5 separate regions of the Sus scrofa genome follow, and regions 2, 3, 4 and 5 are each linked to region 1. A link is a contact called in public Hi-C, HiChIP or PLAC-seq and promoter capture Hi-C data. All regions are on one chromosome and are shown on one strand. Each heading gives the region's core, a stretch centred on a gene start, on an enhancer-like site or on the middle of the called end of the contact. The rest is flanking DNA. Distances are from core to core; before and after follow the strand shown. Region 1 holds the start of NTMT1 (N-terminal Xaa-Pro-Lys N-methyltransferase 1). Region 2 holds the start of TOR1B (torsin-1B). Region 3 overlaps LOC102162054 (a long non-coding RNA gene). Region 4 has its middle 120 kb from the start of IER5L. Region 5 holds the start of TOR1A (torsin family 1 member A).

The links. Promoter capture Hi-C pulls out the DNA fragments that hold promoters and counts their contacts. Hi-C and Micro-C count contacts between places; a contact is called where the count stands out from the background. HiChIP or PLAC-seq counts read pairs in DNA pulled down with a chosen protein or histone mark.
Region 2: a promoter capture Hi-C map of fetal skeletal muscle shows a contact between it and region 1, with 2.6 times the contacts expected there. The contact joins the promoter of TOR1B here to the promoter of NTMT1 in region 1. A contact is called at or near these places in 1 of 5 promoter capture datasets (fetal skeletal muscle), 4 of 47 Hi-C or Micro-C datasets (embryonic fibroblasts, liver and skeletal muscle) and 2 of 2 datasets of contacts at active chromatin or transcription factors (alveolar macrophages and skeletal muscle).
Region 3: a contact with region 1 is called in an H3K27ac HiChIP or PLAC-seq map of alveolar macrophages. The contact joins the enhancer-like site here to the promoter of NTMT1 in region 1. A contact is called at or near these places in 7 of 47 Hi-C or Micro-C datasets (alveolar macrophages, embryonic fibroblasts, epiblast stem cells and 4 more) and 1 of 2 datasets of contacts at active chromatin or transcription factors (alveolar macrophages).
Region 4: a contact with region 1 is called in a promoter capture Hi-C map of fetal liver, with 2.4 times the contacts expected there. The contact joins the enhancer-like site here to the promoter of NTMT1 in region 1. A contact is called at or near these places in 2 of 5 promoter capture datasets (fetal liver and liver), 9 of 47 Hi-C or Micro-C datasets (alveolar macrophages, embryonic fibroblasts, heart right ventricle and 5 more) and 1 of 2 datasets of contacts at active chromatin or transcription factors (skeletal muscle).
Region 5: a Hi-C map of liver shows a contact between it and region 1, with 4 times the contacts expected there. The contact joins the promoter of TOR1A here to the promoter of NTMT1 in region 1. A contact is called at or near these places in 1 of 47 Hi-C or Micro-C datasets (liver) and 1 of 2 datasets of contacts at active chromatin or transcription factors (alveolar macrophages).

The regions. Positions count from the first base shown.
Region 1 is chr1:269,816,179-269,821,834 of Sscrofa11.1, reverse strand. NTMT1 (N-terminal Xaa-Pro-Lys N-methyltransferase 1) reads right to left here and starts at 2,061. Exons shown (of 5, transcript NM_001243457.1): 1 at 1,918-2,061. C1H9orf50 reads left to right here. Exons shown (of 13, transcript XM_021085475.1): 5 at 1,770-1,987; 6 at 5,484-5,656.
Region 2 is chr1:269,963,102-269,968,447 of Sscrofa11.1, reverse strand. It overlaps TOR1B (torsin-1B), which reads right to left and starts at 1,529. Exons shown (of 7, transcript XM_021070119.1): 1 at 1,248-1,529; 2 at 120-376. The coding sequence starts at 1,455.
Region 3 is chr1:269,594,911-269,600,647 of Sscrofa11.1, reverse strand. All of the region lies in intron 2 of LOC102162054 (a long non-coding RNA gene), which reads right to left. Among named protein-coding and RNA genes, the nearest start is that of IER5L, 140 kb to the right of the region's middle. Within about 2 kb of position 4,482, at least 11 of the 83 cell types and tissues checked have an H3K27ac peak or open chromatin away from gene starts, as enhancers often do. A contact at or near this core is called in alveolar macrophages and retroperitoneal adipose tissue, where this site is marked.
Region 4 is chr1:269,569,400-269,575,298 of Sscrofa11.1, reverse strand. It overlaps a transcript of LOC102162054 not described here. Among named protein-coding and RNA genes, the nearest start is that of IER5L, 120 kb to the right of the region's middle. Within about 2 kb of position 4,183, at least 29 of the 83 cell types and tissues checked have an H3K27ac peak or open chromatin away from gene starts, as enhancers often do. A contact at or near this core is called in alveolar macrophages, fetal liver, omental adipose tissue and 3 more, where this site is marked.
Region 5 is chr1:269,981,900-269,987,722 of Sscrofa11.1, reverse strand. TOR1A (torsin family 1 member A) reads left to right here and starts at 2,245. Exons shown (of 5, transcript NM_001105298.1): 1 at 2,245-2,425; 2 at 3,065-3,330. The coding sequence starts at 2,245. It overlaps C1H9orf78, which reads left to right. Exons shown (of 9, transcript XM_003122220.4): 9 at 668-1,337. The coding sequence ends at 759.

The DNA.
Region 1 (5,656 bases), core at 812-3,311:
GATGCAAGGACGAGGCTCTGTGGGCTCATCCCATCCCCTGTTTACAGTCTCCACGAAAAAGCCTGGAAGCAACAGGAGGCAGGAGCCTGCCTGGAGTTACCGCTCCCCTCCTGCACCCTCCCGGACAGGGCCCGTCCCTGGATCTGTGCGGCCAGCAGTTGGACTTAGGAGAATGGCCGGGTGGTCTATGAAAAAGGAGGGAGGGAGAGAGGAAGGAAGACCCCCCAAAAAAACAGGGAGGTGGGGGTGTTTAAAAAACAAGGCTCTGGAGTTCCCATCGTGGATCAGCAGTAATGAACCCAACTAGTGTCCATGAGGATGCAGGTTCGATCCCTGGCATCACTCAGTGGGATAAGGATCTGGCATTGCCGTGAGCTGTGGTGTAGGTCACAGACGCGGCTCAGATCCCGAGTTGTTCTGGCTGTGATGTAGGCTGGCAGCTACAGCCTCCGATTTGACCCCTAACTTCCATATGCCATGGGTGCAGCCCTAAAAAGACAAAAAAAAAAAAAAAAAAAAAGGTTCTGATGGAATCGAACAAACCAGGTCTGAATCTTGGCTCTGCTTCTCATCAGCTGTGTAAACTGAGATAAGACAACACCTCTTAAGTGTCTTTGGGAGGGGGCTGCACTGGTGGCTTACAAAAGTTCCCAGGCCAGGGATGGAAAACTGCACCACAGCAGCAATGACACCAGATCCTTAACCCACTGAGCCGCCAGGGAACTCCAGTGTCTCTATTTATAAAATGGGAATAGCATTACAGACTTTATAGGAAGGCTGTGATGATTAAATGCAGATAAAAAAGCATAAAGGGATCCACGCACAGCTCGGCACATGTTAATCTCAAACTTAAAACTGTCAATTGAGATTCTCATCAATTCTCTTTGCCATGTGTGAAGATCTAAGGAGAAAATACTCCGAAAGGCCCTCTAAACCTTAGAGAGTTGGCCAAACCTCCAGGATTGTTACTGTTACACAGGGTGGTGAATCCAGTGGACTTGGCAGCTCAGCCAATCCACCTAAGCACAGAAACACTGCAGGTTTGGGAGACGCTATCTTTGTGACTCTGTGGCTTCTGGTCTCCACCAAAGCCAGCTACACATACCTCCAACCCTGCCGCCTCCCCTAGTTGACAGAGAAAAAACCCATTCCACTAATGGGGTGGGGCACACACACAGGAAATCAGACCAAGGAGACTTCTAACCCCGGTCAAGGCCCTGGTCCCCTCAGGGTCTCATTCCATCTCACTGTGCAGATTCTATACAACCAGACGCGAGCAGTACTGCCCAGCCCCACCCGCAGGACCTCGGACACTAGCTGTTTCTACCCCTTATTGTGCAGACGGAGAGTCCACACAGTCGACGGGCAGCCAAGCCTGGGCCTTCTGATATGGCAGCCTCTCTGTCCAGGGGCTGACCTTGGCTTCAAGGGCTCTTGGCGGCCGGCTGTCTTTCGAGCGGCGCCTATGCTGAGCCGTGACTGGGGTCGAGTCCAAAGTGAACTATGATAGCAACTCCCATGTGACGGGCACTAAGCTGTGCTCGGCTCGGAGCTGAGCAGTTTACTGAATCCTCGCGCCCACCCTCCCAGCGGGTGCTCGCCTTACCCCTCGGTTTCAGGAAAGTGCCCTCCTTACCCCCCGTTTCTCACAGGGGAAAGTGAGGCTCAGGGAGGGAAAGGGGCTTGGTGCGGCGGGGGCCGGCGTGGGGGAGTGTCCTGCCCAGGCTTCGGGGGGCCTCGGCCTTCCTCACTGCACACCCGGAGCCCAGGAACCGCCTAGGAGCGCGCACGTGGGGCCCAGCCGGCTGGCGCCTGGGTCACGTGGCGAGCCGGGGACTCAGGGCGCCGAGGCAGTTGGGTGCGGGAGCCTCCCCTCTGCCGGCGGCCGCCGCTCCCGCTCCCCCTCGCGCTACTCACCCCGGGCGGGGGCTCCCGGGACCCGGGAGAAGAGGACGAGAAACAGGAAGGGAAGGAGGCGGCGGCAGGGGTGAGCACCCCAGAAGCCCACGGCCGGCTCCGTCAGACCCAGGTCAGAAGCGACACCTCGCGGCGCGCACCGCCTTTGTCCGCTTACGTCACTTCCGGGTGTTGGGGCGGGGCCTCCGAGAGGCCCGCCCCGCGATTGGTTTGCCCCGCCCCGTGGGATCCTGCCCTCACTTGAGATTTGCCTCCTTAAAGAGCCGCAGCACCCACTCTGTTCCCGCTTCCATCTTGCGCACCAGCTCATTTGGTAGCAAGGCTGGACTTTTTTTTTTTTGGTCTTTTCTTTTTGGGTCTTTTTAGGGCCGCACGTGCGGCATATGGAGGTTCCCAGGCTAGGGGTCTACTTGGAGCTCTAGCCTCCGGCCTATGCCACAGCCATGGCAAAGCGGGATCCAAGCCGCGTCTGCAGCCTTCACCATAGCTCACCGCAACGCCGGATCCTTAACCCACTGAGCAAGGCCAGGGACCGAACCCGCAACCTCATGGCTCCTAGTCGGATTTGTTAACCACTGAGCCATGACGGGAACAACATGACTGGACTTTTAAAAAACCGAACGTTCTATGGGTTTTCCACTGGGTAAAAAGAGGGAGAAAAAGCCTCATTCAAGCCTTAATCCCCTTCTGCCAGATAGATGGAATAATTACTCACCTTCCAGGACTCTGAGGGTTAAATCTGTGGGATACCCTGTGTCAAGGGCTCACCTCTGTGCTTGGCGTGAAGTCTCAATAAATAGAAACTGATGCATAATTTTCATCATAATATTCATCTATGTCATAATATTCACAATATTCACCATAGTCTTTTTTTCCTAAACTGACATTTTATCTTCGATTTACAGTGCCTTCCTCTGGGTGTTGCACATAGGAGGTGCTGAAAGTATGCTTGCTCTAATGAAGTGAAAGGGATGATGGGGGTGCGGTACACTGAAAAGCCTCAACCTGGTTTTGAGTCCCCCACATCTGTCCGTGTTATTTGGCATCCTCTCTAGGGAACTCTGGATTTGACTTGGTTGCCTTGGCCTGGGCGCTCCCAAGCTTCATTTTCCATGTCTCTACGGCAAGTGGATAAATCTTAGATAATCTCAGTTGCTGGAGGTGTCTATAATCTTTTGGGGGCAGCTCTGAGCCCAGCTCTTTTAGGGGTGCCTTAAAACCCGCCCCTACCTTTTTCTCCTATTGATGGAAAACTTCCTTCCCTACACCTGGACTCCAAGGCCTTTCCGGGTCTGGCCAGCCTGCTGACCTCAAAAAGCTTCTCGCAGAGTTCTCATCGTGGCTCAGGGGTTAATGAATCTGACTAGTATCCATGAGGATGCAGGTTCAATCCCTGGCCTCGCTCAGTGGGTTAAGGATCAGGCATTGCCATGAGCTGGGTGTAGGTCACAGACGTGACTCGGATCCTGTGTTGCTGTGGCTGTGGTGTAGGCCAGCAGCTACAGCTCCGATTCGACCCCGAGCCTGGGAACCTCTGTATGCTGCAGGTGTGGCCCTAAAAAGAAAAGGAAAAAAGGAAGGAAGGAGGGAGGGAGGGAGGGAGGGAAGGAAGGAAGGAAGGAAGGAAGGAAGGAAGGAAGGAAGGAAGAAAGAAAGAAAGAAAGAAAGAAAGAAAGAAAGAAAGAAAGAAAGAAAGGGAAATATCTCACCTTCCTCACTCAATATTCTAACGTCCCCAAGGAGGCAGGCTCTTCCATCCCTGGATGAGGAAATGTTTACAGAAAACAAAATACATTGTCTGTGATGTTTCCTTCCAGGCAGACATCTTGTCATTTGAATTCCAAAGCCTTTTTTTTTTTTTTTCATTTTCAAATTGCAAAATCATACCAGGCCAGTGAAATGACTTGTCCAAACCACCCTTGTCCCCCTACTCCAGTTTCACCATACCAGGTTCATCCCTGGCCCCTCCCAGCCAAGAGTCACAGGTGGGGCCCAGCAGTCCATCTTACCCTGGAGCCTGAGAAAGGAGAGGCTTACGCAGCATCACATAGCAAGTAGAAGCAGAGTGCAGTGTTTCTGTTGGGTGTTTTTTGTTTGTTTGTTTGTTTGTTTTTTGCCTTTTAGGGCCACTCCCATGGCATATGGAGGTTCCCAGGCTAGGAGTCAAATCAGAGCCACATATACAACCTATACCACAGCTCACTGCAATGCCAGATCCTTAACCCATGGAGCGAGGCCTAGGATTGAACCCACATCCTCATGGACAATGTGCTAAGTTCTCAACCCCTGAGTCGCAATGGGAACTCCTCAAAACTGGTTCTTTTAGTTTCCGGAGGCCCACTGCATTCTTACTCCCCAAACTTTCAGTGGACGTTTCATTTCCAGAGCCACCCCACCCAAACATGACCCATCTGAGCCTCCTGGATCCAGAGGGGATAGTGGAACCCTGGGCTCTTCATCCTTGGCTTGGGCCTGGCTGCCTCGGCCAGGAGTCTCACAGCCCCTTATGACAGCAGCCTTAGCATCCTGAGCACAGCAGCCCCGCCCTCTGCCCCCGGCCTCAGTGGCCATTTGGCCTTGGGGCGGATCACAGTGACCCTGAAGAGGCCATGGAGGCAGCCGGGAGGGGCCAACAGAAGAACCAGGCCAGGAAGATGGGCTCTCCCAAGGACCAGCCCACCTGTTAGGGGGCTCTAAATTCAGGGGACCGTCCCTGGCCCCTCCCCAAAGCCCCACTAGGGTGAGTAGCTCAGAGCTGACCCTCTGGGGATGGGGTGTAGTGGGGGGAAGCAGGTTCTGAGACCCCAGTGTCAGGGTCTGGGGCTCTGTCTCCCAAAAGAGGAGCTTGTCCAAAAGATGTGTCTTGGTTCCACCCCAGACCTGGTGAGTCAGAAGCTGGGGCATCTGTATTTTCAACAAGCTCCCATCCAAGGCGCTCTGGGGCTCCAGCGGGACTGGGCAGCTGCAGGGCAGGTCACCCTTTCAAGCTGGTTCCAGGTTTCCCAGTTCCCAAGGGAGCGCTAATAACAGTAACAGCAGGTTGAACTTTGCAAGTGCTAAGCTCTCTCTACCACGTGGTGCTGTTTCAGGCACAAAGAATCAGGCTCTGGTTACCTATCCCCATTCCGCAGATGAGAGCACTGAGAGAAGCTTAATTAATTGGCTTGCCCGAGGGTACAGCTGATAAGTAGAGAAACGCAGACAAATAACAGTAACAATTTTTAAATAATAATAACGATGATGATGACGGTAGCTAGTCTTTGCTGAGCAGTACAACGTGCCTGGCGCTGTTCTAAGCCATTTACACGTGCTCGCTCATTTCAACGTCACAGCAACTCAAAAAGGTGGGTCCTCTCACCGTCACCGTTTTTTCACGTGAGGAAACAGAGGATCGGGGTGCTGTAGCCTGAAGCCTCTTATTGTCTGGCGAGCCAGCGGTGGTCCCCCCCAAGCCACACTGCCCCGCCCTGGGCGCTATGGCCTGCGGGCTGGTCTATGCCCTCCTCTCCACTTCACACGGCACCTCTCGTCCCCACTGGCGTGAGGATGCCCTGAGTTGAGCGCAGGGCCAGACATGCCCCGGCGGCACCCCAGTTCCTGGGCCCAGCAGGTGGCGCCCGAGGGGCTCCCCGGCGGCGGCGATCGCACAGGAGAGACCCGCTGCTGCCCGCGCTGCTTCTGCCTGAGCTCCGAGCAGCCTCTCGCGCGGGGGCTTCGGGGAGCACGAGGGCTTCGGAAG
Region 2 (5,346 bases), core at 280-2,779, 150 kb before region 1:
CGGTGTGCCTGGACTCGGCAGGGCCTGGGGCTAGGAGGAAAGAAGCAGAAGCCGGAGTCAGTGAAGAGATCGCCCAGACCAGTCCGAGAAGCCACGGATGGGACAACAGAATGCCTTGCCTGGTACAGTTTTACGTGCTGCTCGTGAGGAAAGTGCAGAGTCGATACGAACAAGTGGACAAAGTTGCTCTTCAGGCCTTTCCGGTGAAGATTTTCAGCCACAATCTGGCTGACAAAATTCTTGCCCGTGCCAGCCCAGCCGTGTAAGGAAAGCGTCAGTGCTTTCTTGGGGTTTTTGTTGTTCCTGAAGCCTGTCAGCGCCTTGAGAAGCACCTCTGTGGCCAGATGCTGCCCAAACAGCCTCTCTCCAGTTCCAGCTTGAACGCTGCAGCAGCCAGCCAGAGAACAGAGAGAAAAACACACATTAAACAGGCAGCAGAAGGGCAGCGCTCTCCCCAGCTGGCCAAAGTGAGAGGCAAGGTTAGCGAATGGTCCAGCACCGTCTCCGCCAAACCCCAGTGCCAGTGCGGAGGCAGAAGTGCCAGCTGCAGAGTCACACAGATGCCACCGCCAAGGAAATGGCCTAGATGAATGGTCTCCTCAACACTCAAGTGTCTGAGAAGGAAGGTAAATGCGTTCCTTCATCCGAGGACGGGTCCTCTCTTGACTCAGCTGCTTGCTATTTCCCCAGCCACCCTGTAAGAAAACCAAAGACCAAATGCGGGCTTTCTGGGCAGACGCTGCACATTTGAGAACGACTTATTGGGTTGGCACGGCGTCCCAAGGAATCCCAACTTTTAGAAAGGAATTTGGGGGAGTTCCCGTCGTGGCTCAGCGGCAAGGAGGATGCGACTAGGACCCATGAGGATGCTGGGTCAATCCCTGGCCTCGCTCAGTGGGTTAAGGATTCGGCCTTGCTGTAAGCTGCGGTGTAGGTCGCAGACTCCACTCGGATCCCGCGTTGCTGTGGCTGTGGTGTAGGCCGGCAGCTGTAGCTCCGAATTGACCCCTAGCTTGGGAACTTCCACATGCCGCAGGTGCGGCCCTAAAAACCGAAAAAGAATAAAAGGAACTCGGGCAGAGCCTCACGATCTGGAGAATCTGTCCCCGAAGACACGGCCTCCAGGCTGGAGTCCGGACCCAGGCCCCTCCATGCCCCCTCCTACCCCAAAGGGTGAGCGCGATGTGCCGGGCGCTGACGCCTGCGGGGGCCTGTCCCTCGCGCCCCTCGAGCCCCTCCAGCCAGACCCGCCGTACCCGACGCGTTGAGCGGCTGCTCCTCCCGGCAGCACTCGGCGAAGCGGCAAAACAGCTCGGTGTAGGACAGGTAGCCGGTGAGGACCGATGCGGTCCCGATGGCGATGCCCAGGGTGATGGGCTCGAACGCCGCCGCCACGTGTGCCGCCAGCAGCAGCCGCAGCGCCGCGGTGCCCCCCAGCCGCCCTGCGGGGTGCATCACCGGATTGGCAGCCCGCCGCCGCGGATACGCTGGGCGCCCTTGGGGCCAAGAGGCCGGGCTGACTTCCGGTCTGTGCGTCACTTCCGCCCCTCAGACCCACCCACCCCCGTAGGTCCGCCCTGTTGGCGAGGGGCGTGGCTCTGCGCCACCATCCGCGCGAGAGGCTCCAGGGAGTCTAGCTTTGAAGGTTCTGTTCTAAGCGCTCATCAGACCCTTCACGCTTTGCTTTGTCATCCCTCCCTTCACTTCCCCGGAGCTGGAACGAGCGTTTCGCATTATATACTCCCCACCTGCCTGCCTTTCTGAAACAACTGCGGAGGGCTCCGGGTCCCCAAAGCAGACGTGCCCTGGCGTGCACCGTCGAAGCCCGAAGTCCATCCTTTCCAGCATGCTGCAAGACGGCATCCTGGCTGGTGCTGGGAGACAGCCGTGAGGGAGAGGGGCTTGGCCCCTGCCCTCTCCAGCTTCTAGGCTAGGGGACCCCAGGCAGTGGGCAAGGGCCAATAATGAAGTTGGATAAGCACAGGGGCGGTGGAACAGGGAAGGTTTTTGTCTAAAATGAGAATTTTAAAAGTTATCCAAGCAAAAAGCGAGGAGTAGAAAGTTCTATGGAGAGAAGAGAATTTGCAGAATGTGCAGGTTGGGGACCTGAGAGTATTTCACGTGGTGGAGGCTGGTGAGAATAGGGACGGAGAGCTAGACAGAGACCGGAAGGGGAAGGACTCTATCTGGGGCGGGGGGGGGGGGTGGTAACAGGGAGCCCTAGAGGTTTCACACAGGGAGCGACATGGTCACATCGGAGATCCCTGTGGCTGCTGGGTTCTTCGAGGAGGCTGTTGCAATGCTCCAGGGAACCTGACCCAGGCTTTGCCAAAGCTGGTTGAGTTCATTCATCAGCCAATCTATGGACAAATATTTAGTGAACACTGGCTGTGTCTGATCCAGCGCCATAAGCTGGGGCTAAAGCAGGGAGGGAATAGGGCAGACCCGTGACCTCACAGAGCCTCAGTCTAGTGAGGGAGACATGCCCGCAGAGTCAGGGCCATGATCTGGGATGCTCGGAGGGGGATGGCTCTCCTCTCCACCTCCCAGTTTTTTGTTTTGTTTTGTATTCCTTTTTCATTTGCATCCACAGCATATGAGAAGTCCCAGGCCAGGGGCTGAATCCGAGCGGTAGCTGCAACAAAAGCTGCTGCAGTTGGATTCTTAACTCACTTCACCACAGTGAGAAATCCTCTTTTCAGATTCTTTGCCATTATAGGTTATTACAAGATATTGAAGGAGTTCCCGTCATGGCTCAGCGTTAACAAATCTGACTAGCACCCATGAGGACACAGGTTCAATCCCTGGCCTTGGTCAGTGGGTTAAAGATCCAGTGTTGCTGTGAGCTGTGGTGTAGGTCGCAGACTCGACTTGGATCCTGTATTGCTGTGGCTGTGGTGTAGGCCGCAGCTACAGCTCCGATTGGACCCCTAGCCTGGGAACCTCCATACCTTAGGTGCGGCCCTAAAAAGCAAAAAAAAAAAAAAAAAAAAAAATTGAATATACTTTTCTGTGCTATATAGTAGGTCCCTGTTGTTTATCTACTTTATATATAGTAGTGTGTATCTCTTAATCCTAAACTCCTTTCTCCTTTGGTAACCGTAAGTTTGTCTGCTATGTCTCTGAGTCTTTTTCTGTTCATTTGTGTCATATGATAAGTTCCACATACAGGTGATATCATATGGTATTTGTCTGACTTACTTCCTTCAGCACGATAATTTCTAGGTGCATCCATGTTGCTGCAAATGGCATGATTTCATTCTTTTTTATGGCTGAGTAGTATTCCACTGTATATATGTGCCACATAGATACACATACATGTTCATTTGTCAGTGGATGTTTCGGTTGCTTCCATGCCTGCCTTGACTCTCTTTAAGAGTTTTCAGGCCTCAGCTTGAAGCCTACCCAACCCATGGAAGTAACCCCTCTTCCCTCCCCAGTCACCTACTCTCCTGTCACCCTGTTTGTGTCCCTGTCCATTGCCCATCTTGCCACTGGCCTGAGAGCTTCAGAAGGACAGGGACCTTGACTGCTCCATCTCTAATTCCTGTGCACCACGTCCATAGTAGCACTCCATTCATATGTATTTAACAGTCAGGGATAGAACCTTTCCAAGAGGCTGGCCTCTGATCTGGGGGCCAGGATATACTGCTGTGGACCGAATGGTCTCAGCCTCTAAATACATATCTGAAGCCTGACCCCTGATTTGATGGTGTTAGGAGGTGGGGGCATCTGGGAGGCAATTAGATAGGAAGGTGGGGCCCTTAATCTTAAGATGTTAATAAGAGGAGTTCCTGTTGTGGCTCAGCAGCTTAAGAACCCGACTATGTCCATGAGGATGTGGGGTCGATCCCTGGCCTCGCTCAGTGGGTTAAGAATCCAGCGTTGCCACAAGCTGTGGTGTAAGTAAGATGTGGCTCAGATCTGGTGTGTAGACCTCAGATGCAGCTCAGATTCTATCCTTAACCTGGGAGTTTCCATATGCTGCAGGCGTTGCCATAAAAAGAAAAAATATTTTAAAAATTTTAAAAATAAGACGGCAAATTTTATATTCTGCGTATTTTACCACAACTAAAATTAAAAAAAAAAAATTGGATGTCTCTCTGACTATAAGCCTCTGAATACTGAAATTTTTCTTCTGGATCGAATCATCCTGAAGTCGCCATTTGCCAAGGTAGCATGGATGTTTTTAAATCTTTGACAAGTAATCAACACATTGATGATGGGAGTGGGGGGACCTTGGCTGAAGGAGGCTTCGCTGATCCCCGCAGCTTCAACTTTATTCCTCACCTCGTGTCAGAGCTGGGGTGGCTGAAAGCCGGTCTTTCTTCTGTACGATGGGGAAGGGCAGGTTGAGAAAAGGAGGGAGATGCATCTTAGGAAGGAGTCCGTGGGAGCCGAGGGCCTGGGAGTGGATTCCTTTTCCGTTACTCATGCTGAGCACCCCTTGGAACGTGTGTGGTACCCCAGCCCCAGGGCTGTGCTTCTTCCACGGAGAGGATCCCACCCTACTTGGGCCGTTTGATGTCATGTGACCGAGGCTGTCTGGTCCAGGTCTGCACCATTCAGCCCCCAAAGCTGCCTGACCCCCCCTCCCCTCCCCCGGGGCCACCTGGTCTCTGGAGCCAGCCCCTGAATGCAGTCTCCTGTGTGTCCCCAACGTCCTCAGTTCTGTCTACCTTCCTTGGTCGGATAACCTTCAAAATCGACAGCTCTCACAAATCCCCCTTGATTTCCTGATTATGCCAAATAGTGGATTCCCGCAGTTTCTTCCGGCTCCTATTTCCTACTCAGACCGAGGGCTAGGCTGAGGCCTAAGGGAGGATGAGCCTCAGGCTGGGGGGGGAACGGAGGCTGAACTTTGCTCCGTGGGGGCGTTTCTGAGGGTCGGGATTTCTGGCCCTGCCCAGTCCTCCAGGGGCCCCCTGATGTCCTCTCTGCAGCTGGCCACATCCCACTCTTTCTCTAGCAGAGGCCTGGAAAAGTGGAATTAAACCGCCACGCGGTTCAGCATCCACAGACTCCACCTCTGAACTGGACTCTCCAGAGGGCCTGGCTTTGGAGGCCACAGGAGATTTTTCCAGACGACTCTTCACAGAAAGGCCTGAGAGTCTCTGAGGCAAGATGTTGAAACTGCACCTGTCTTTCCATGGCCTTCAACTTGGCAGTTTTGTGCGGACTCGGTCTCTCTGCTGGGGGTGGGTGGAGAGGGGTGTTGGTCTCAGCTCCTCGGAGTCCTGGAGCTCTTCCCCTTGGTGGGCACGTCGTTCCCAGGGAGTCTGGGTGATGCTGGTTTCGCCGTTTTGCAACTGGGGGCTCTGGGGCTCTCCTCTCCTGGAAGACGGA
Region 3 (5,737 bases), core at 3,233-5,732, 220 kb after region 1:
ACAGCAACACCGGATCCTTAACTCACTGAGCAAGGCCAGGGATCCAACCCAGGTCCTGATGGTTTCTAGTCGGGTTCCTGCCACTGAGCCACAATGGGAACTCCTTGATGAGCTCGTTGAACAGCTAATAACACCCGGCTCTGGGTCCTTTCCTTGCCCACCAGGTACCTCCCTGTGAATTACAGGTTGGACAAGGGCAACGGCAACTGTGACAGGCGTGGAGGGTTCGCCCTGTAGGCAGATGCGGCTGCAGCCCCCCTGCGCAGATGGGAGACCCAGGCACGCTAGGTGTGAGGGAACTTGCAGCTCAAGATCACACAGCCAGGACAAGGCCCAGGAGGGACTAGAACTCAGCGCTGCCTCATTCGACACCCTTAAAGGCTACCTCTTAAACTCTCCCGTTGCGCGTGCCTGCAACTGACTTCCCCATCTATTGATGAACCGAAGGACCGATTACCCGCAAGGCGCCTCCTTCCGCCCCGGCTTCCAGGGGGCCCCCTCCTGCCCCCGCCACCTCGCCCGCGTACCTCGACCACCCACAGAAGCTGCGTGGGAGGGGCGGGGCCGGGGCGGGGCCAGGGCGGGGCTCCCGCATCTCGTCCCCGCCCACCAGGAGCCGGCGTCCTCATCGGCAGCCCGCGTGGCTCTGCAGGTCGCCCGCCCCGTTGTCAGGGAAACGACCTCTCCCCTCCGAGCCTTCAAAGGGCTCCCCCCACCCTTGTGTGCGGGGAGCGGGGGGGTCCAGGGATAAGAGAGACTAGGAACTAGGAAGAAAGAGACGAGGGAGAGACACCCAGAGGCGGAGAGACAGCTAGAGGGAGAGACAGAAACACAGGGGGAGAGACAGAGATCAGCCGTCTACAGAGACAGGGAGAGAGATCGTGGGAGAGGCAGCGTCAGCACAGAGTTGGGGGGGAGGCGGAGGGCCCTCCCCCCCCCAAAGAGAAAAGACTCGGGCCAGCCAGGGGGAGAGTCAGGAGGGGGCGAACTTGTGAAAATAAATATTTATACATTGAGAGTTTCTAAATTCTTTTTGCATTTCCGCAGTAAATTATTCATCTGTGCATCGCCCTCTCTCCTAACTGCTTAGGGAACTGACGGGGGGGGGTGTCTTTCCGTGCCCCCCACCCTCTACTTCACCCCTCCCTCCGCCCACTTTCCCCCTCCCCCCTCCTTAATCCTCTCCTTCCTGCCCCTTCCTTCCCTCCTCCTCCCTCTTCTCACTCCGTCTGCTATACCGACTCACCCCTCTCCTGTCCCCCCGGCACCCCCCCCCGCTCCTCCTGCTCCCCATCTCCCCCTCCCTTTCCTGTTCAGGTGGGAGCTGGGCACTCAGGTGGGAGCTGGGCACGGAGGCAGGCGGGGAGGGGCCATCGCCGGAGGTGACCAGCTGCCACGCTCTCGCGTTCCTTCCCTGCCTTAAATAAGAATAATCGGCTAAGTCAGCGGGGCTGGGATTAAAAAAACACTCGTCGCTGGCAGTCTGGCACCCCCAACCGGGACCACGGAAATCTTCCTCCAGAGAACTGGGGACCCTGGAGTTGGGGGCAAGGTGGGAGCTTGGTCGGGAGCGGGCTGCGGTCCCAGGAGGGATGGAGCTGGAACCAGAGACCACACTGCTGCCAGGGGGCCTGGACAAGCCCCTCAGCTTTCTGAGCCCAGGGTTTCTCCTCTTTGGGATGGGCCCAGGGACTTCCTGTTGTCTAGGGCCAAACCGGCTCTCAAGTCTAGAAGTTTTCAAGGTCCCTCTGACCAATCCCCACAGCTTATCAGGCACAGAGGAGAAACAGGAGAATATGTCTTGAAGGTATGAAGGGAGTTTCTAAAATCAGGCAAGGGGGGCGGGGAGCATGCCAGCCCCTGGGCATAGTGGGCCGTTCTGCTCTCTGTCTGTGGCCTTGAGCAGAGTGCCTCAGTTTCCCCATCTGCAAACTGGGCCAGCAATGCTTCCCTCCCTTTGACCAAAGTCCAAGGTCCTACCCCTGCAAACTGCTGCACACCACACACATCAGAGGCTAAGTGGTGGTTGTTCCCTGCTCCATGTCATCTGTGCCCAGCTACCCCCCCATCCCATCCTCCCCACACCCCTCTCATCGAGGGCTCAGTGGCTCCTGCCCCATTTTACAGATGAGGAAGCTGAGGCCCAGAGTAGGGACTTGCCCCGGGTCAAGGGGCTGGACAGTGGCTGATGGAGCTCCTGGCTTCGACGACACAGAGAGGTGTCCTCACCCAGCTCCCTGTGCTTCCCACAGGGACAGCGGAGGCCAGGTCTGTGCTGCCTAGAGGGAGGGTGGCCCTTGGGGTCAGAGTTCCCCGGGCTGCCTCAGCCTGGTGACCTCAGGCCCTACGGGACCCTCAAAAATCCCCTTCTGTGATCTGAAGACTTTGCTTCCTTCTCTCTTTTTACATAAGCACAGTGAGAAGGGCATGGGCAAATGACACCCCTTCTGGATATGCAGCTGCCACCTCTACCTCCTGTGACCCAGTGACACCTTGCTGGCCTATAGCAGTGGCCTTCAAGCCTTCCATGGACCCCAAGGACCATTGCGGGAGGGGACAAAGAGGGTCAGGGGGGTTGAATTGGAGCTGTAGCCACCGGCCTACACCACAGCCACAGCAATGCCAGATCCAAGTCCTGTCTGCAACCTACACCACAGCTCATGGCAACGCCGGATGCTTAACCCCCTGAGCAAGGCCAGGGATCAAACCTGCATCCTCATGGTTCCTAGTCGGGCTCATTAACTGCTGAGCCACGAAGGGAACTCCCGAGATTCCTTTTGAGAAGGAATAAGGTACAAGGTTGCGACAGGAAGATGCGTGTGAAAAACCAGTTTGAAACCCAGCATTATAAATAACGAGGAGCCATTTGGGACGGAGAATTGCGGCTTCCTGAGGTCCCCCCACTTACCTAACCCAGCTCTCCCCCAACCACCACCGCACCCTGAGGGTGAGCAGACAAAAACAGCTTTGCAAGCACAACCTCAGCAGGCCTCTCTCAGGACTCAAGGGCTCAGCATCCTTTGCGAGGTCACTGCGTTTGGTCATTCAAGCAGGCCCGCCAAGGGGGTGCCGTTGTACCCACGGTGTGGATGAGGAAGCAAGGGCTCAGAGACCTTCAGTAATTTGCCCGAGGCCACACAGCCAGCTCAAGGCTCAACCAGCACCGTCTTGGGTTTGGCTGACTCAAAACCCACGTTTCTGACACAGACCGCCCTGCCCTGAAGAAGAAGCACAGTCACCCATGGTCATTGTCCCTTGCCTGTCAGCTTCAAGCTGTCCCCTAGAATGTCTTTGGGCAGCAGGAGAGCTCATAGAGCCTCACCAGAGGTCTGAGGAGCTGCTGATGGAAACAGCCACGGCCCTGGGCAGAGCTGCCCCCACTGTGGGCACTGCCATGCTCTCCATGTATCCGGCTCTCAGCTGGGGACCACTCTGACCCAGCCGCAGGGGACAGCTATGGTTGCCACGCTCCCTCATGGATTTGTCCCCTAAGTGCCAGAGCCCTTATGGCTCCGGGAGGCCCCCAAGCAGGGCTGCTAGGCTTCCACGAGCCCATTTTCCTTAGAACCCCCTCCCGCCCTCATGTCCGTGTTGGACCTGGTTCTGGGGCCACCACCGCCACGCTGCCCCGAGTCAGGCCAGGCTCTGGTTAGTCCTGAGCTACAGCCTCTTCCTTCCTAGAGCTGGAGGTCCTCCCTGGAGGGGGTTGATGAAACAGCCTGGGCTTGGCCCACCTGCCACATCCCAGGGAGACTTAGACAGGTGGAATCCCCCTGGGCCAAGCTGGGAGATGCTCTAAGTTACTGCTGTGGTGCAGTGGGATCAGCGGCATTTTGAGAGTGCTGGGACGCGGGTTCGATCCTGGCCCAGTACCCTAGGTTAAGGATCCCGTGTTGCTGTAGCTGAGGCTTAAGTGGCAACTGCGGCTTGGATCTGATCCCTGGGCTGAGAACTCCATATGCTGTAGACAGCCAAAAAAAAAAAAAAAAAAAAAAAAGAATCCACGTTGCTGATGGTCGATGGGGGTGAGAGACAGAACACCAAAGCAGAGAGACCCTCTCAACCTTCCACCAGCTGAAGGTACCACGGGGCAAACTGGGCCAGGTCTCAGCCTCTTGGTGTCTGGGAGGCGAGGGGATAAAACCCCTGCTCCCGGGTGTGGAGCGAGAATGGAACCCTCTTTGGAGCCGGGCAAGGCACCAGGTTGGTACCCAACCCTGCAGGATCTGCTCCCCGGAGCTGGAACCGAAGCTTCCAGTCTGGAAGCAGAGGGGCCAGGGGAGGCCCGGGCTAGGCTGTGGGTGAAGGATGCTGGGGGAGGGGGACGGAGAGGGGAGAAGAGAACCAAGAGCGACTTTCAGTCCCACTCCGGTGACTCATCTACCCCACCTTGAGCGAGAAAGGTAGAGCTTTCGTTATCATCATCATTAGAGGGGGGTGGTTCGAAATGTCTAGAAGCTGCGGAAGAGGAAGACGGCTCACGCACACGTGAACCACAGTGAGTCATCCCTGCGTGAGGAGTGTTGGTGATTTTTATCTTCTTGCTTGTAGTTTTCAGTGTTGCTTGAATTTTTTTATTCTACAAGAAGAGTGTTTTGGTGTTTTTTTTTTTTTTTTTTAACAGAAACAACAGTGATGTTACCAAAAAAAAAAAAAGAATTTTAAATCAACAAGACTAAACACTGAGTACCAAGATGCCCTTCCAAAGAGATGAAGCAGTTATGAACACCACCAAGGGAAAATGTAAGAGGCTGATGGTCCTGCAATCAGAAGGACAGAAGTACCAGACCCAGGGAGTCAAGGAAGCAAAGCTGAGTTTTAAAAACTTGCTGAAAAAAATGCTCCTGGGGAACGTGAGTGCCTTTGAGAGGAGTCAGTAGAGGAAGGATCCTTGAGGTCTCCGGCAGAGTGCTGGGATCTTGGGACCCAGGACGATTCAGCGCAGGCTGAGACTGAGGCTCAAAGGCTGCTGGCTGGGCAGCCGTGGGCAAGTGGCTGGGCTCTCTAGAACTCGGTGTTTGCGCCCTGTAAAATGGGCTTGGCACAGCACCAGTGTTGGACCGGCCTCATAGAGTCAAGCGGGGAAGCGCATCCCTTCTTCCTGCTTCCCCTCCTCCGTGTCCCCTTTGGAAACCCCTACCCCCGAGCCCAGGATGGAAAACTCACTGGTCTCCATTAGCAACTGTTCTTAAAAGCCCCTCCTGACCCTGGAGGCAGCACCTGCTGCCAGAGTGCTGTCAGATTGTTGCAGGCACCTGCCCTTTGACCAAGCGATTCCATTTTTAGGTATTTAGACCACAGAAGCACTCACGGTGGTGACAAGGGAAAACGCACAGGAAATTCATGGCATCGCTGTTTATAACAGCAGAACTTTGAAAGATGCCTAGACACCCATCGGAGGGATTGATTACATAATGGGAAGGCACCAGCCAATGAAAGAGCAAGAGGTATGACAAATACATACCTGCTCCTTCAAGGAGTGAAAAAGAGCAAGAAAGCTTCGTTCGTATTTCAAGAGGGGCAGCCGGTACCCACCTTGGTTGTCAACGTGCAGAGTAGCCCTGGTTGCTATGGTAGCCCTAGACAGGGACCTGGGGGCTTGGGTAGGAGGAGGGATGAATTCTAGCCTTAAACCCTTCTCTCTTTGCCTCAACTCACTGTGAGCATGGACCCCCTGGGGAAGCCATCTGCTGGCCTTCCTCCCACTAGGATGCTGAGTAGAATCTTCTGGTGCTCA
Region 4 (5,899 bases), core at 2,934-5,433, 250 kb after region 1:
TGGGCTGCGATGGAGAAGGGAGGAGGCTGGAGCTGCCCAGAGGGGCCCTTGGAGGCCAAGGGCACAGGAGAGGAGCTGTACTTGGCCAGGGAGGGGAGCAAGTCCTTACCTGCCGTGGGGATGCTGGGAGACAGAGACAGACAGAGACAGCCGAGAAACAGAGAGACATGCAGAGGCAGAGACAAAGCTCGGCTGAGAACGAGAAAGAGCAGGGAGAGGAAGGGAAAAGACAAGCTCTCACCCCCTGGAAATAGTCTCCCCCCAGAACTGAACAGAAGCTGCGGAGATCTGGGCTCAGCCCTGTGAGCACTGGAGTGGGAGTCAGGAGGGGCTTCCCAGCCGGGCCTGCAGGGCTCAGGCCAGGTGGAGGCGATCTTCAGAGTCCTTTGCGGGGAATGTTCCAGAAGGTTCTGGGACCTCTCTGGAGGCACCAGGAGGCAGGCAGTTGTGGGCCCAGGTGGCAGGAGAGTCCTTTGGAAGGGGCGGAGGAACCTGAGGGCAGAGCAAGCGTTTAGGGCCCAGGGAGTCTCCCAGGCAAGGGCCCTGCTCCCAGAGAGGGGTCGGCAGAGAATAGGCATGCCTCCTTCCATTGTCACCACACTCTACAGTTTGCAGAGCAGCTCCCTTCACTCCAAGGGCCTCCGTTCCTTCACCTCAGGACCAGGTGACACGGGGGGTGGGGGCCTGGCGAGGATCACTGCCATTCTATTGGCCCTGGGGGAGGGGAAGCAAGGGAGCTGTTGGGATTTGTTGGGGTTCAAGCCCCAGGGCTGCTATTTCAGCGCCCTGAGGATGAGCGAATGCCCCTATCCCTTTGGGTCCCAGCATCCCCACCTGGAAAATGGGCCCCAGGCCACCCCCACCTCCCAGACCCACATGGGAAGTGAAGTCACCCTTATGGGTGCTCCTCATGGCCAGGCCCCTCCAGGGCCAGCGCGCTTGCGAGCAGGTATTATTAGCGTCTCCGTTTTGCAGGTGGGGAAACTGAGGTTCATGTGACTCGTAATTGGCAGAACTGGGACCAGAACCCGTCCCCCGTCCCCGTCCCCCCCCCCCTTTGGCTTCCTTTTCTCTGACACCACAGATGGCGTGCTGCGAAAAAAGAGAGAGGAGAGCGGGGAGAAGGGAATTAGGAGACGGAGCGAGATGGAGGGAGGCGGCAGCACCGTAATCAATTACTTGGGCTATAAATTTCTGCTGTTTTGCAAAGTGAGCACACAACCTCGGAGAGGCAGCGCTCCCTGGTCTGCTCGGGAAAAACCAAACAGCCAGGCCCACGGCAGATGCTCGGGTGGTGGGAGACGCAGAGGGAGAGGGGCGAGCTCCAGGGTGGGGTCAAGGGCAGTCAGTATGGCTGGGTGGGGGCGAGGCTGGATGGGGAGCAGCCCCACTCTCCCAGCGGAGCCAAGGAGGACGAGCTTGGGAGCTGCCCAGAGCCCCCTTGGGAAGGGACTCCACTTCCTCTTCTCTTCCCAGCAGCTTCCTCTCCCTTCACTGCTGCAGTGGGAGAATCAGTCCTGGGCGGCCAGGTGGTCACTGCCTTTGCAGCTGCTCCCAGGGGCTGCTGGGAAGGGGGCTCGTGAACTTCAACTTTGACTTCGTCTGTGACATGGGGATGGGGCACCATTCCTCTCTTCGTCGTCTGATGGACCAGCAAGATCTAGGGTATAAAAGGCCCAGCCTGGGGCCTGGCGCACATGTACTGCGAGTCGAGTTAATGTTGCTATAACATTATTCATATGAAGACAAGTGCAGGCTAAAGGTAGTTTGGAGACCAATTATAGTATTAAAGAGGTGGGGGCCGGGCCTCCCTTGGAGGCACAGTGCTGGGGAGGGCGGCCCCCAGTGGAAGGATCATGACCTTGGACCTGTGTCCATCTCCCAGCAGGTAGGGCTGGGTGAGGGCAGGTGGGGATGGGTGGGGGCAGGGATCGGGGTGCACCTTGCACTTAGGAAATGGGACCAGAGCGAGGTGGCCCAGGCCCAGACTCCTGACCTCCAGCTTCCTGGAGCCTGGCTACAGCCCACTTAGGGAATGAGCCCCAGGCCAGGGCCAGCTTCTCCCTCTGGAACCAGGTGCTCCAGGAAAATGGGATTCCAGCCCGACCCTCTCAGGGTGAAATGGCAAGACCACAGCATTTCAGGAGCCCCCCTACATGCTCATCTTCTCACAGTCCCAAGGAAGTTCTGCAGTGAACCATCCCCAGGCTCTGCTCTCAAGGAGCTTTGGGGGACCCCAAAAACTAGATACAGTGGGCACTGCACACTGGTCTCTGGACCCCAGACCCCGGCCAAAGGAATGGGAGGCCAGAGGCTGGAAGAGGGAAACCACAGGCTATAGACATCGTGAAATGAGGGAACGCCAGGTAGAGGGGCCCAAGGGCGGCGGGGGGGGGGGGGGGGCAAGGCCAAGATGGGCGGTAAATCTGGACCCCAGAGAAGATGCCTGGTGCTCCGGTGGGGACCAAGCACAGGGCTCGCAGCACACACTCTCCAGCCTCAGGGATGCCAGGCTGAAGGCAGTGGAGGTGCTCCCTCCTTTAAAGGAGACCTAAGATGGAGTCAGAGCAGCTCCCCCGGATGGAGGTAGTAAACAATGCTGTATTAGTCAGGATGGGCTCACGGATACAACCAACCCCCAACCCCCCAAAAAGCTTGCTTTCTTATTCACGTCACTACTGAGGGCTGGAGGAGGGGCGGGTGGGAGTCCTGCTCCACGCAGTAACTCAGGGGCCCAGCTTCCCTCATCTTGTAGTTCGTCATCTTCGAAGGCCTTTTCCTCCCCTGTGACAGTCTTGAGGAAGGGTGACGAGAGAGTGGGGAAGATGACATAGAAGGAATTTCATGCTCGTAAAAGGGGTGGGGGAGAGGCCAGCCCTCGGCTCACTTTCCATTAACCAGCGCTCTGGCATGTGGCCACGCCCCCACTGCAAGGGAGGCTGGGAAATGTAGTCCAGCTGTGTGCCCAAGAGGAAAATCATGAACCAGAGAGTCTGGCAAAGCATAGCGGTCCTTACCACAGAGGCCATTCTCTTTAGGTGGAGGAGCTGTTGCTCACAGAGCACCCTGTGTAGGGCCCAGCCCCTGCCTTGTGTGCCAGAGCTGGCTATTTGTCCTGTAAGTGCGGAGGCTGCTGGCCTGAAGGTTAGGACAGGCGTTGGAAACCTATTCCTAGTCCCTCCCGAAACTGTACATTAAAGTGTGTGTGTGTGTGTGTGTGTGTGTGTGTGTGAGAGAGAGAGAGAGAGAGAGAGAGAGAGCGAGAGAAAGGAATAGAGAGATATTTTGTGGTCTAAGAAGAACATCCAAAGCTTTCACCAGATTCTCAAAAATTTGCGCATAACAGTTTCAAAAGAAACGGACCATCACCTATGAAGGCAGCAGCTTAACTGCGAAGTTGACGGTACTTGGGACTTAGCAAGGCCTGGATACAGGGTACATTGGTCCTTACGGCCCCACTGCGCAGGAGGAGGTAGAGCCAAGGCTTCTGCAGCTACCATCTCTCCTCTCCCACTAAACACACCCCAGAGACCCCAGGGTCAAGACGGAGAAGGCCTCAATTGATTCTTGACAGTGGATGCACCCATTCCCGTCGGCTGCAATGGCCAAGGTGGCCACAGGCTCAGGGACGTCAGCCCTGGAGGCCAGCTGAGATGCGCAGGTAGAGAAACGGAGGTCGGAGGGGGACCATCCCGCGCAGGGTCGCACAGCGAGGGAGGACAGAGCCGGGACTGACCTTCAGATCCAGTCAGTCGGGTGTCTGGGCTTATAAGCAACAGAAGTGGACTCTGTTTGCCTTGATCCGAAAAAGGCTCCATCTCCAGACCGGGGGGGGGGGGGGTTCAGAATGTAAGGGAACACAGGGGATGCAGACGGGCCCCAGCGAGGATGCAGCCAGGCCCTCCTGGAGAGCAGGGGACACTCAGCGACCTCCCTTGGGGCTGGCCGTCAGGACGAGGACTGAGGGACCCAAGCTCAGGGAAGGCGGGCTGCTGACCCATCCCTTGGCACGGAAGCTCGGAGCATCTGGACCGGCAGCCCAGTCCCCGGATTGCACACACAGGGGGGAGTTCCCCATGAGGCAACTGGAGGACTTTCGCCAGAAAGAGACAGGGTGAGGGTGCCGGGCGGCCAAAACAGCAGATGTCCGCTCTGGCCTCCTGCTCCAGGGTTGTGCAATCGAAACAAAACAAGCACGAGGCTGGTTTCCTGCAGCCCAGAGCTGCAGCCTCACCAGGGAATCCGACCCAGAGGAGGCCCGGAAAACAGAGGCACAGGGCAGATGGGTGTTCCGGGCTCTGACACGTCCCCCAGGAGATGGGCAGCTTCCTGAGGGCAGTGGGCAGGCTGGCGGTTCCACACCAGGCTGGGCTCCCTGGGGGCTTGCCCAGGCTGGTTAAGGGAGCTTTTCACAACAAAGGATGCAAGGCTGGAGGAGGAACTGGGCTGGGGGTTGAGGATTCCAGCTGAAGTCATCGCAGGAGAGCAGGGAGCACTGCCCAGCTCTGGGGGCAGCTCATCTGAGAGCGATGCTCAAGCTGGAAGGAGCAAGAAACCACTGACAGAGAGGGGATGAGGTGCTGCGATGCTGGAGAGGCTACAGTCCCCAGTTCTCCAATCTAATCTCAGGGTCACTCTGCAGGCGCCCCATAGATGTGATTGCAGTCCATAATCGGTTGACTTTTGAGAGACATTGGCCTAGATTTTCGGGGAGGGCCTGATTCCATCATTGGAAAGGCTCTAAGTGCAAAGCAGAGGCCTCCTCGATGGGGAAGCTATTCCACCCACACACAGCGGCGTCAGCCCAGGGCCCAGAGGTCCAGCCTGCCCTTCAGAGTTCGGGCTTGTCTAGCCAGCTCCACCATTGCATAACCAATTCCTTGCAATAGATTCCTTCACATAGATCTCCTGCTGCTTCTGTTTTCCCTGGTTGAAGACTGAGTGAGGCAGATGGGGAGGGAGGCTGCAGGGGTGCTCCAGGAGGCTGCTGGCCTCGCTCTGGGTAGAGGTACCCACGTCCTTACAGATGAGAGCTAACTGGGTCACGTCCCTTAACACAGCCAGGGACCAAGGACAGCGCCCCTGGGTGTCAGTTCTCAGAAAGGTGAGCCTGGCATCCTGTCCTCCTGTCGCTTGTCATCCCCCCACTCCAGCCCCACCTGCCACCCCCTGAGCTGGGGGCTGCAGAGCTGCATTTTTGGGACTTTGGGAACCACAGGGGCAGGGAGGTTGCCCTAGCCTCTGGGACAAATAGGGAGACAGAGGCCCAGACTCACTCACCTGTCTGGGGGCGGGTCCTGAGCTCTTTGTATCCTTACCTCTCTCAAGGCTGTCCCTCCCAGCCCACCCCACGGGTGCCACTGGTGTGGACAGAAGCTGGCCACCTGCTCACCGTGGTGCCAGGGCTGTCCTGGCAGAAGGATTGCTGTTGAGGGTCTGCCCAGAGAGCAGAAACCAGCCCGGGTCCAGCTGATGGTGCTGAGGGGAGGGCAGGGCCCCAGTGGGGAAGAGGCCCCATCACTGTCAGCCTCTGTCCCCCAAGGCAGGGGTCTCTGGACACTTCAGGCCCCCAAGAGCTCTCCCCAACCTGTCAGTGGAGGCCACAGGTGGAGGGGTCCAAAACCGCCACCCCGCCTTCAAGGAGCCTCAGCCACATCATCAGAGCAGGTGCAGTGGGAACAAGACTCTTCCAAGCATCCTCTCCCCTTCAACAAGCAGGGGGCAGGGGAGAGGATAAAGACAAGGGGAGACCCCAACTTGAACCTCCAGTCTGCTCCCACAAGCTGGGGGGCCTGCAGACACTGGGGGCGTGCCTGTGGGTGGGCGGGGCTTTCCCTCCAATTTATCCAGGAAACAGGAAGACAGAGCCCCCTCTGCCAGGCTCAGCCCCGGGCACCAT
Region 5 (5,823 bases), core at 996-3,495, 170 kb before region 1:
TAAGTGACCTTGAGCAAGTCCCCCAAGCTATCTGAGCAGAGATGGTAACATGCCCTGCTGGGATTGCTGGGAGGGTGAAAGGAAGTCGTGTCTTGGAGGTTCCCTTCATGGCTCAGTGGAAAGAATCTGCCTAGCATCCATGAGGACGCAGGTTCGATCCCTGGCCTCATGCAGTAGGTTAAGGATCTGGTGTAAGTAGGTTAAGGGCTGTGGTGTGGGTCGCAGATGCGGCTCAGATCTAGCGTGGCTGTGGCTGTGGTGTAGGCTGGCAGCTACAGCTCCGATTGGACCCTTAGCCTGGGAACCTCCATATGCTGTGGGTGCAGCCCTAAAATGACAAAAAAAAAAAAAAAAGAGGAAAGAAAGTTGTTTCTAAAAAGATTTAGTGCCATGCCTGGTTCACAGTTGAACTCTCAATGACGAGTAGCTGCTGCGTTCCCCTGGTCTTGACACTGAAATCAGCACGTTTTGGCTAGCGTCTGAATCCGCCTCGTTTATCGTCATGCACTTAATAACGAGCATTTACTCAGGCCCTGCTCTGTTTCTGTTCACTAGGATAGGATTGGGGGCTTCTGCAGGGAGTCAGGTATGGTTGTCCTTGCTATTCAGAGCTGAGCCCAGGGGTGGCATCCAACGTGGCAAACAGTTTTCTTCTTTTCCTTCTCAGGGTCCCCTCCCAACCGCAAGCGTCCTGCTAATGAGAAGGCCACCGATGACTATCACTACGAGAAGTTCAAGAAGATGAACCGGCGGTACTGAGGGAGGCAGAAGGGGAGCAGTGCACAGCGGGGTGTTAAATAGTGTCCTCCACTCCCTCTATCCCCATGATAACAGGCTGCCTGGACAGAAGCCTGTGCACTGATAGCAGACGGTTCCCAAAACAGATGCTGCTAACCCTGTGCCTCACATGCTGGATTTTTCAGGCACCGTGTGTGTAACCTTTTGAAACAAGACAATGCATAGTTTTTCTATTTGGGGGAAAACTCTCTTCTTGTGAGCATTATTAAATCTTGTTTGTAAATATGTTGACTTCCTCCTAATATTTGCCCTGGGTCAGGAGGAAACAGCTGTGAGTTTAGAGTGAGATGATACCCTTTAGATTGTGCTTTCATTACATATGCAATCATGTCTCCTACTTGTAAATATCAGGAACGGGGTTCAGAAATGCATCCGTCCCTCTTTACGGTGGAGCCAGCTGATGGCAGAAAAATCTAGGATGAGATCAAAGGGTCACTGGTATTTTCTGACTTGTACAGTTGTGTTTCTTTTCATTAAGAGAGAAAAAACAATTTCTATCGCTTTAAGCACTTAAGTATTAAATATGAAATGGACCCACATTGTTTATCGCTTGTATTGCGTCTCCTTACACCAGCACTAGGTAATATGTTCAGGCCTGGGGGCTGGGCAGCACAAAAGCAAACTTCAGTTCCTGAGAGGGGTTTTCTCATTTAGTTTAAGAAACAGAGTTCCCATCACGGTTCAGCAGTAACAAAACCAACTAGATCGTGAGGATGCAGGTTCAATCCCTGTCCTTGATCAGTGAGTGGGTTAAGGATCCTGTGTTGCTGTGGCTGTGGTGTAGGCGGCAGCTGCAGCTCCAATTTGACCCCTAGCCTGGGAACTTCCATATGCTTCAGGTGTGGCCCTAAAAAAAGAAAAAAAAAAAGGAGCTAAGGACACATGACAACTAAATATAATGTGGTATCTTGGTGGGACCCTGGATTGGAAATAGGATGTTAAGAGTTCCTGAGGTGGCTCAGTGGTTAATGAACCCGACCAGCATCCGTGAGGACGGAGGTTCTATCCCTGACCTTGTTCAGCAGGTTAAGGATTCTGCGGTGCCCTGAACTGTGGTGTAGGACCGGAGGAACCTCTCTTAGCTGGCGTGGCTATGGTGTAGGTTGGTAGTTACAGCTCCATTTGACCCCTACCCTGGGACCCTCATATGCCGCAGGTGTGGCCCTAAAAAGACCAAAAAAAAATAGGAATAGGACGTTAGGTAGAAACTAAAAAAATCTGAAGAAACTAAGTTTTATTCAAAGAGAAAATATCGGTACCCCCAGTGGCTCGGTGCCCAAAGGTGGAAAGGGCTCTGCCCTTCATAAAGATGGCGGACGCCAGCGTCAGGAGGATGCCCGCCCCTTACAAAGATGGCGGCCCCGGCGGGCGGGACCGGAAGTGCAGTTGGCGGTAGCGCCGATCCGCGGTAGGCGCGAGAACGCGCCGGGCAGCGCCGGTCTGGGCATGAAGCTGGGCCGGGCCGCGCTGGGCCTGCTGCTGCTGGCGCCGTTGGCGGTGCGGGCGGTAGAGCCCATCAGTCTGGGACTGGCCCTGGCCGGCGTCCTCACCGGCTACATCTCCTACCCGCGCCTCTTCTGCTTCTTCACCGAGTGCTGCAGCCAGAAGGGGAGCCTCAGCCGGGAGGGTAGGATGGGGCGGGGGCTGGGGGGCCTGGTGCCAGAGCTGGGGCGAGGGTCGGAGGCGGGGGTCCAGAAGGCCCAGGAGCTCGGGCAGTGCTGAGGCCGGCGGGGCCCGGACCCGGAACTGGGGCGGCTTGAGGTGCGGCACCGGGCCTGGCCCTGGCCACGACCACAGGCTGACCGGACTTTGATCAGGCGAGGCCAGCTGCCGTTTGGGCAGCTTCGCCCAAAACCCGGGCGTGGGGACGGTCGGAAACTTCCTCCAGAGAGGTGTGCTCCTTCCTCGGCGGAGACGCGGCTGGTGGGGATTCCTCCGGCGCGGAGCAGCGGGGACCAAACCGCTGCCCTTTTTCTGCCCGGCATGGGTGGAAGGCGCAGAGCTGGGGCGAGGGGCGCGCGCCCCTGGGCACTGGCCCCAAGGACCTCTTCGGGAAGGAGGGCTCGAGAATGGACAGGACTAGCAGAGGGAGGGCCTCCTGCACCTGCCGGTCACCTGGGCCAAGTGCTTGCCCACACATCCGCGTCTCCCAAGACGCTTGAAGAGCTTAGCTGACTCTGCTGGCTTTACCTGAGCCTGTAAACTGGGCCACACTTTGCCAGATGTGTCTCCCTACTGTCCGCCTGACTCACTTTGTTTTTCCTAGCGCTGCAGAAGGATCTGGACAGCAAGCTTTTCGGACAGCATCTTGCAAAGAAAGTCATCTTAAATGCCGTCTCAGGCTTCATCAGCAACCCGAAGCCCAAGAAGCCGCTCACCCTCTCCCTACACGGGTGGACGGGCACCGGCAAAAATTTTGTCAGCAAGATCATCGCAGAGAATATTTACGAGGGTGGTCTGAACAGTGACTATGTCCACCTGTTTGTGGCCACACTGCACTTCCCCCACATCTCCAACATCACCCTGTACAAGGCAAGGGCCGAATTTTGGAATCCTTCCTGGATGGGGCCGGGTTTGGGGTTTGGTGGCCGATGGGATTTGGAATTCCGGGTTGAAACGAGTGGGCCCTGAAAATGGCAAGCACGTGTCAGTTCCCCCTTTGAAAAGTGTGGCAACCACAGAGGCTTAGAGATGCAGGGAGCAATTAGCAAAGCTTGGGGTGGTTTCCGAAAGCAGGCTCAGTGGGATCGTAGGATTTTAGAGAGACACAATCAAACTCAGTTTCAAGATCTTCAACTCTAACGCATTTTATAAAAGAAGAAATGTTTCTTGGGAAACCTAAATTCAATCACAGTGTTGCAAACTGCTCTTAACAGTTTAACTTCCAGATTAACAGCCTGAGCCTTGGTGGTAGATTCACCTGGATTTGAGCCCTAAGGTTCCCACCTGCCAGCTGTGTGATCTTGGGAAAGTTGCCTGACCTCTCTGAGACTCGGGCTCTTTGTCTGTAAAATGGAAGTTGTGAGAAGTTATTGAACTCTGTCAAGTAGGTAACGTGGGGCCTGGCACATACGTATTCAAAGTTAACTCTTTTGCCTTTTTAAATTTTCACCTGTATGAACACATTTTTCCCTTCGGCCTGGGTCAGCCTCAGGATCACCAGCTGTCCAGGAGTCCCTGGGATGTGGGCCTTTCAGTGCTACAGCTGGGAAAGTTCCAGGCGAATAGAGATGAGTTGGTCATCCTAGTTAGCATTCCATCTTCACTGTTTAATAGCCGTGTGACTTGGAGCAAGTTAGTTAACCTCTCTGTACCTCAGTTGCCTCATCTGTAAAATAGGGGCTGCAGTGGTAACTGATGGGTTTGGGAAGATCACGGGAAAACGCTGGGTGAACAGTGCCTAGTACAGCATCTGGCCTGTAGTGAGTGCTACATGTTCAGTGTTACTGGCTGAGTCAGAGTAGCAGAAATTGGGAAGACCTTGGCTGCTGGAGCCTACTAGACCTGACGGAATCCTTGTGGGGTTTTTTTGGTCTTTTTTTTTTTTTTTTTTTAGGGCCGCACCTGTGGTGTATGGAGGTTCCCAGGCTAGGGGTCGAACTGGAGCTGTAGCCACCACCCACAGCACAGCCACAGCAACAGCAACACGGGATCTGAGCTGCATCTACGACCTACACCACAGCTCACGGCAACGCCGGATCCTTAACCCACTGAGTGAGGCCAGGGATCGAACCTGCATCCTCAGGGATACAAGTTGGGTTTGTTAACCACTGAGCCACGACAGGAACTCCGGGAGTCCTTGTTTAAACAGTGACTGGTTTTGTGGGCTCAGGCAAGTCACTTCAGCTCTCCTAGGGTTCTTGCTCTGTAAACAGAGGTTCATCCATCCCTATAGAGCAGAATTTCTGCTTAGGTTAAAGATGTACACATGGAATATTGTCACCATGGTCTGAGTGGCCAAATAAAAACCGAAATCATAAGAAGTCAAGACTTACATTGTAACATCCAGAATTTTCCCCAGAAACAAGTGGCTAATTCGTCCTCTGTACTGGTGTCGCGGGAAAAGGCCAGGAACGCATCATATAAACCACAGCTCAAATTTCTGATGAAAAGTGTCCTGTAGGACGTTCCCATGTGGCACAGCGGGCTAAGGATCTGGTGTGGCTGCGCTGTGGTGCAGGCCGAAGCTGTGGCACCGGTTCAGTCCCCGGCCTAGGCCCGGAGACTTCCACAAGCCATAGTTTTGGCTTTAAAAAAAAAGCCTTTTTTTACCTCCTTACCTTGATTGCATGATACAGGAAATACCAAAATACCTTCATAGGGAATGTTTCTGGGTTTTTTTTGTTTGTTTGTTTTTTGTTTTCTTTTTAGGGCCACACCCATGGCATATGGAAGTTCCCAGGCTAGGGGTTGAATTGGAGCTACAGCTGCTGGCCTACACCCCAGCTACGGCAACTCGGGATCCGAGCCTCGTCTGCGACCTCCACCACAGCTCACGAGCAATGCTGGATCCTTAACCCACTGAATGAGGCCAGAGATCGAACCCACAGCCTCATGGTACTAGTCGGATTTGTTTCCGCTGTGCCACAGTGGGAACTCGGGAATGTTTCTTTTTAAGCAAATTGACATCAGCAACCTCCAGGCACTGTTCTAGAAACTCAAGAATGTTCCCTCACCACACTTATCCCAGAGTGTGTGGGCTCTTGAGTTCTCCTTACTTCCCTCCGGAAAGTTGGAGCACCTTCTCCAGGCTGTTCTAGGACGGACTGAGAGAAGAGGTTGCTTGGTCTCTGCTGGTGTACACAGGATAGGTATTAACGTTGCCATTTTGATGACAAAGGCCCTGCAACTTAGTGACACAGCATTGCTGTGACATGTCACAGAACAAGAACTATAATCAGTGCAGGGCCTTGGAATCAGGCCAGGGGAGGTTCAGATCTTAGTTCTGTCACATTACTAATTTGGGGCCAGTTGCTTATACGCTCTGTGCCTCAGTTTCTTTCTTTCTGTTTTTTTTTTTTTTTT